Regions from separate parts of the Ovis aries genome. Here region 1 is linked to region 2. A link is a contact called in public Hi-C data. All regions are on one chromosome and are shown on one strand. Each heading gives the region's core, a stretch centred on a gene start, on an enhancer-like site or on the middle of the called end of the contact. The rest is flanking DNA. Distances are from core to core; before and after follow the strand shown.

Region 1 (2,700 bases), core at 166-2,665, 330 kb after region 2:
CTCACATTCTGCTTGGCAGCTTAGGCCTCAGAGCCCCTGGGAGTCCTGATCTCAGTCACCCTATTCTACTGCTGCCAGCTCTCCACAAACCTCATCAACGCCCTTTGCTTGTGGGACAGGTTCAGGTCAGGAGCCAATGCCCAATAATGATATCAGTCAGACTGCCACTGACTTGACCTAAGAGGAGAGAAGTACCCACGTTTGACAAAGATTCGGCCCCTTCTCCGCTGCTGTCTTCACCTGCCCTCTTCCTTACTGGGGGCATCTCTCTCATGCAGTACATCTGCTCCCATTATTAACCACTGTGCGGTTTACCTGCCGCCTTGACAGAGCCATAACTGGTGTGAAAGAGAAGGATGGACCACAGCACCCTTAGGGACAGGTATTACTGAAATACAGGAGTATGGGCATTTACCCGGAACCACATTAAGGCTGGCATGGAACATGAATTCTAGACTGAAAAGGGCCTGGCAACCATAAAGAAACACACGTGACTTTGCAGAGGGGGAAAAGCAGACAGTGACTTGGAACATTGCATTACACCCCCACAGGTGCCAACTTCCTGAGTGCGGAGGCACCCATTTCAGTCCAGACACCAGAAACCTTTGTAAAATCATGTGCCAAGGTTCTGCCCACTCTCCCACTGGGCATCCAAGGGCAGCTTAGGGGGAGTGGAGGGGCAAGATGAAGAGGAGGGAATGAGCACATTCTCACATGCCACTGTGACTTCTCATAGGAGAGAGACTTTCATCTGTCAGTGAAATCTGCCTGTATCACGCTTGCCATGCACGCATGCCACAGGCTGCATGCAGTGTAGGGCAACAGGTTTATTTAGTTACACTCATGCCCACATCCACTGTGCGTGCCAGGAGAAAATGAAGAGCTAGAAACTGTTTGCACAACAATAATTAGTTTCATAGCTAAGTTATACACAATAGTGCTTTCAGCTATTTTGTTACCAATCTGCCCCCAGGAGCAAGTAAGACTGATAAAATGTTTATGGGCTAGTAAATTTTTTTCTACTAATTTGCAAGGCGATAATAAAACCCATGAACTTGATGGCCTGCAGGAAACATAACAAGAACTGGGAATGTACAGTAATTTGGAGCTGGAAGGCCTCTTAAGGTCCTAAAGGAAATGACTCCCAGAAAGGAGATGAATCACAGTATTTTAAACAGAGAAGAATGATGCTAAGTTTATGCTTAACCAGTTACAGCATGGGAAAAGACCTTCCAGAAACAAATGGTGGAAGCTTCCTGCTTTCAATTATTCTTGCTTTAAAGAACAAAATTAATTCAAATATACAAAAAAAACTATCTTCAAATGAAAACAATGAATGGAACACAGCTTATCCTGCCTTGTAATATTAACTTAGGACTGCAAGTTTTTCCCTGCAGTCACGCTGCGCCCCCTTGTGGCAGAAAAATGATTACAACCAGAATACAGAAGACACACCCTGCTGTATTTTAACACTGTTAATGACCAGATTTATCTGGGAAACTGTTCAACAGAAAAGAGAGTTTGCAGAAGGTGGTTGACAAGAGGGTCACTGCTGGGGCACCTGAGAGTATGGACATCTGAGTGGGACTGTTCTTACACAAGGGGAGCTACAGTTGAAAGGAATCCTAACGCTTTCACAGATGCAAAGAAAAACTCATCACAGAAAACTGAGTTTTAATTTTGTTTGATATTAAAGCTTAAGCATCTTAACATTTTACAGCTAGCCCCATCTATAAATAACAATAATTGCTACCATGTAGCAGATGTGACAGGCAGTTTGTACACATTACCTCATTGCATCTCAAAGCTATGAGGTTATATAGGGAAACTGAAGCTTGGAGACAGGAAGTAATTGTTGTGTGTTTACCCAGTTATTAAATGGCAGAGCTGGGATTTGAATGAATCTTCCCCTGATTCCATAAGCCTGCACATTTCCCACTGTGCTAACTTGACTCTAACCAAATATTTCTTGAGTACTTAATACATGTGAGACACTGCTCCTGGGTGCCCTGGGACTTATAGAGTGTAAGATACTCCCCATTCTTCAGGAATTTATGGCCTAAATAGGGGATTAAAAACATACATGGAAAAGAAGCCACCATACAATGCAGTGTACAAGGACCATCTATGTAGAACTATTTTTTAAACAAAGGATCGGTATGGTCATGTACATTTTCCCCATCAACTTCAACAGATTTTGCTTTGGGCCTTGAGTGTGAGCAGGACCTGTGGCTCACTTCTAACCAATAGAATATGGCAAAGTTGATGGGACACACATGAGTATGTGTGATCATATGTCTATGTTACTTCAGATTTCAGCAGCCACTTTGCTACAGTCTCTTTCTGGCTTTGAGGAAGCAAGTGATCATGCTGTGAAACCCTATGTGGTGAGTAATGAACTATGGGCATCATTTAGCAGCAGGGGGTGGCCTCTGGCCAATAGCTAGCAAGATACGAAATCCTCCGTCCTACCAGGAAATGAATTCTGTCAATAACTGTCCCCAGTGGAGCCATGAATGAGGTCACGGCCTGGAGGATACCTTGACTGCAGCCTTGTGAGCCTCTAAGCTGAGGTGTCACCCACCCATTCCTGGACTCCTGTGTTAGTCATTCAGTCATGGCCAACTCTGTGTGACTTCATGGGCTGTAGACCCCTAGATTCCTCTGCCCATGGAATTCTCCAGGCAAGAATATTGGAGT
Region 2 (2,700 bases), core at 93-2,592:
TAGCAGAAAACATTTTGTAATATGAGTGCTTAATGGTACTGAACTCCTCCTTCACCAAAATCTTATATATTGACCTTTCCCCACTGTCTCTTTGGAGCAGTCTCTCAGAACTATCAGAGATGCTGCCTCCCTGGCTGCAGTTCTCATTTTGCCCCAAAAAACTTAACTCCCAACTCTCAAGCTGTGCATCTTTCTGTAGTCGACAATGCTGTAGAAGTTGGGCATTAGCTTTCTCCCAGCTGCTCCCATAGCTCCCTGTACTGTGACTGTCTCCAATGGTTCACTGCTCTGTATACCTGGAATTAATCTATTTTAAGGGGATGCTTTTGAATTGTGGCATTGGAGAAGACTGCGAGAGTCCCTCGGACAGCAAGAAGATCCAACCAGTTCATCCTAAAGGAACTCAGTCCTGAATATTCACTGGAAAGACTGATGCTGAAGCTGAAACTCCAATACTTTGGCCACCTAATGCGAAGAACTGACTCATTTGAAAAGACCCTGATGCTGGGAAAGACTGAAAGCAGGCGGAGAAGGGAGCGACAAAGGATGAGATGGTTGGATGGCATCACCACAATGGACATGAGTTTGAGTAAGGTTTGGGAGCTGGTGATGGACAGAGAAGCCTGGCGTGCTGCAGTCCATGAGGTCGCAAAAAGACACGACTGAGCGACTTAACTGAACTGTCTCAACTAAAGGGGATGGGTATGTCACCATTCATTCTTGTTTCAGATTTAAGAAAACCTACAACAACCCACCAATTCTACAAGACTCACCAAAATCTTGCATTTATTTTCACATTTTGAGAGCAAGTCTGAATCAAGAATTCCTGATAATTCCACCATAACCAACTGCTCCTGGTGGAAGAAAGAAGGGTTAACGCGTTAGCCTGTGAGAATGCAGGAAGAGGCAGGCAGTTAAGGAGAAAAGCCAAACAAACACTCGCAGTGAAACGACTCCACTTTCGTGAAAATTACGTTCTGCTTTCAAGGAGAGGAAGCGCGCTCCGTTAACGAAGGTAACCTCCCTCCTTCCCTCTAGAACGTCCGCGTGGCCCGCAGGGCTGTGGGCAGCTGCTTTCCGCCCCGCGCGCTCGGGGGCACAATCCCGCCAGGCGCCCCGGGGCCGCGCCTCGACTCCCTGCCGCGCACACAGCCACTTCCACCCCCGCCACCACCGCGCGGGCTTCCACCGTGGCACTCACTGTTTCCTCCTCCTCCTCTTCCTCCTCTTCGTCCCAGTCCACCCAACTCGGCTCCTTGGCAGCTGCCGCCATGCCGCCGCTCCTCTGCGCCGCCAGCGAACCGTGGGCCCCGCCCGCCAGGGCCGCCATCTTGAGTAAGGGCAGCGGCTCCGGCTGCGCCCGCCGCTGCTGCCAGCACGCGAGATGGCGGCCCCCGGGCCCACGTGGACCTCCTTGTTCCCCTCCGAGAGCTGGAGCCAGGACTCTGGCCTCTGTCGGGCAGCTTCGGCGACCTAGGGAGCCCTCGGACTCCCGTCGCTGGTGGGACGAGCCCACTGGCGAGCGAGGCAGAGGAGATCAAGAAGGTGCAGGCAAAGAGGCCACCGTGCGCGAGGGGAATGGAGAGGCTTAGAGTATCCCCATCCTACATTGCTTTGAAAGAAATTCTTTATGTTGTGTAAACACTCATCCTCAATTCAAGTTCTCCCCGAGCCAAGCTAAGGGCACACTTCACTGCGCTAAGAAGTGAGCTTGGGTTTCAGGACCCTGCAAAAGCTGCAGGCTTCGCAGGTGGCGCTAGTGGTAAAGATACCGCCTGCCAATACAGTAGGAGGGGGTCGATCCCTGGGTTGGGAGGATACTCTGGAGGCGGGCATGGCAACCCATTCAAGGACTGAGGAGCCTGGCGGGCTGCAGTCCGTAGGGTCCCATAGGAGGGACACGATTGAAGCGACTTAGCACGCAAAAAAGATGTAGGAATGGCAGATGGAGATCCGATTGCCCTAAGCGCTGTAAGAGACAGAAATTGGGGAGTACTAGACGAAGGAGCCTGGTGGGCCGCAGTCCATGGGGTCGCTAAGAGTCGCACACGACTGAGCGACTTCACTTTCACTTTTCACTTTAATGCATTGGAGAAGGAAATGGCAACCCACTCCAGTGTTCTTACCCGGAGAATCCCAGGGACGGGGAAGTCTGGTGGGCTGCCGTCTATGGGGTCGTACAGAGTCGGACACGACTGAAGCGACTTAGCAGCAGCAGAGACTAAGTAGGAGAAGGCAATGGCACCCCACTCCAGTACTCTTGCCTGGAAAATCCCATGGACGGAGGAGCCTGGAAGGCTGCAGTCCATGGGGTCGCTGAGGGTTGGACACAACTGAGTGAGCGACTTCACTTTCACTTTTCACTTTCATGCATTGGAGAAGGCAATGGCAACCCACTCCAGTGTTCTTGCCTGGAGAAGCCCAGGGACGGGGGAGCCTGGTGAGCTGCTGTCTATGGGGTCACACAGAGTCGGACACGACTGAAGCGACTTAGTAGTTAGTCGAGAATAAGTAAAGTGAAGTTTCAAACAGGATTTTTCTAAAACTAACTTCATGGATTTTTCTGATTATAAAATAAATGACCGTTGTAGAAAGACAGGATGATCTACCTCCATAGAGTATGAGAGTTAGGGTCTGATACTTGTCTGATTTTGCTGCATTATTAACTGCAAGGCTTTAGGCAAGTTGGTTTTTGTGAGG

The links. Hi-C and Micro-C count contacts between places; a contact is called where the count stands out from the background.
Region 1: a contact with region 2 is called in a Hi-C map of hypothalamus, with 4 times the contacts expected there. The contact joins the enhancer-like site here to the promoter of GTF3C6 in region 2. A contact is called at or near these places in 10 of 16 Hi-C or Micro-C datasets (hypothalamus, liver, mesenteric adipose tissue and 6 more).

Annotation. Positions count from the first base shown.
Region 1 is chr8:27,023,811-27,026,510 of ARS-UI_Ramb_v3.0, forward strand. No RefSeq gene overlaps it. Among named protein-coding and RNA genes, the nearest start is that of SLC22A16, 33 kb to the right of the region's middle. Within about 2 kb of position 1,416, at least 12 of the 54 cell types and tissues checked have an H3K27ac peak or open chromatin away from gene starts, as enhancers often do. A contact at or near this core is called in hypothalamus, where this site is marked.
Region 2 is chr8:26,694,502-26,697,201 of ARS-UI_Ramb_v3.0, forward strand. GTF3C6 (general transcription factor IIIC subunit 6) reads right to left here and starts at 1,343. Exons shown (of 6, transcript XM_027972368.2): 1 at 1,202-1,343; 2 at 774-854. The coding sequence starts at 1,330.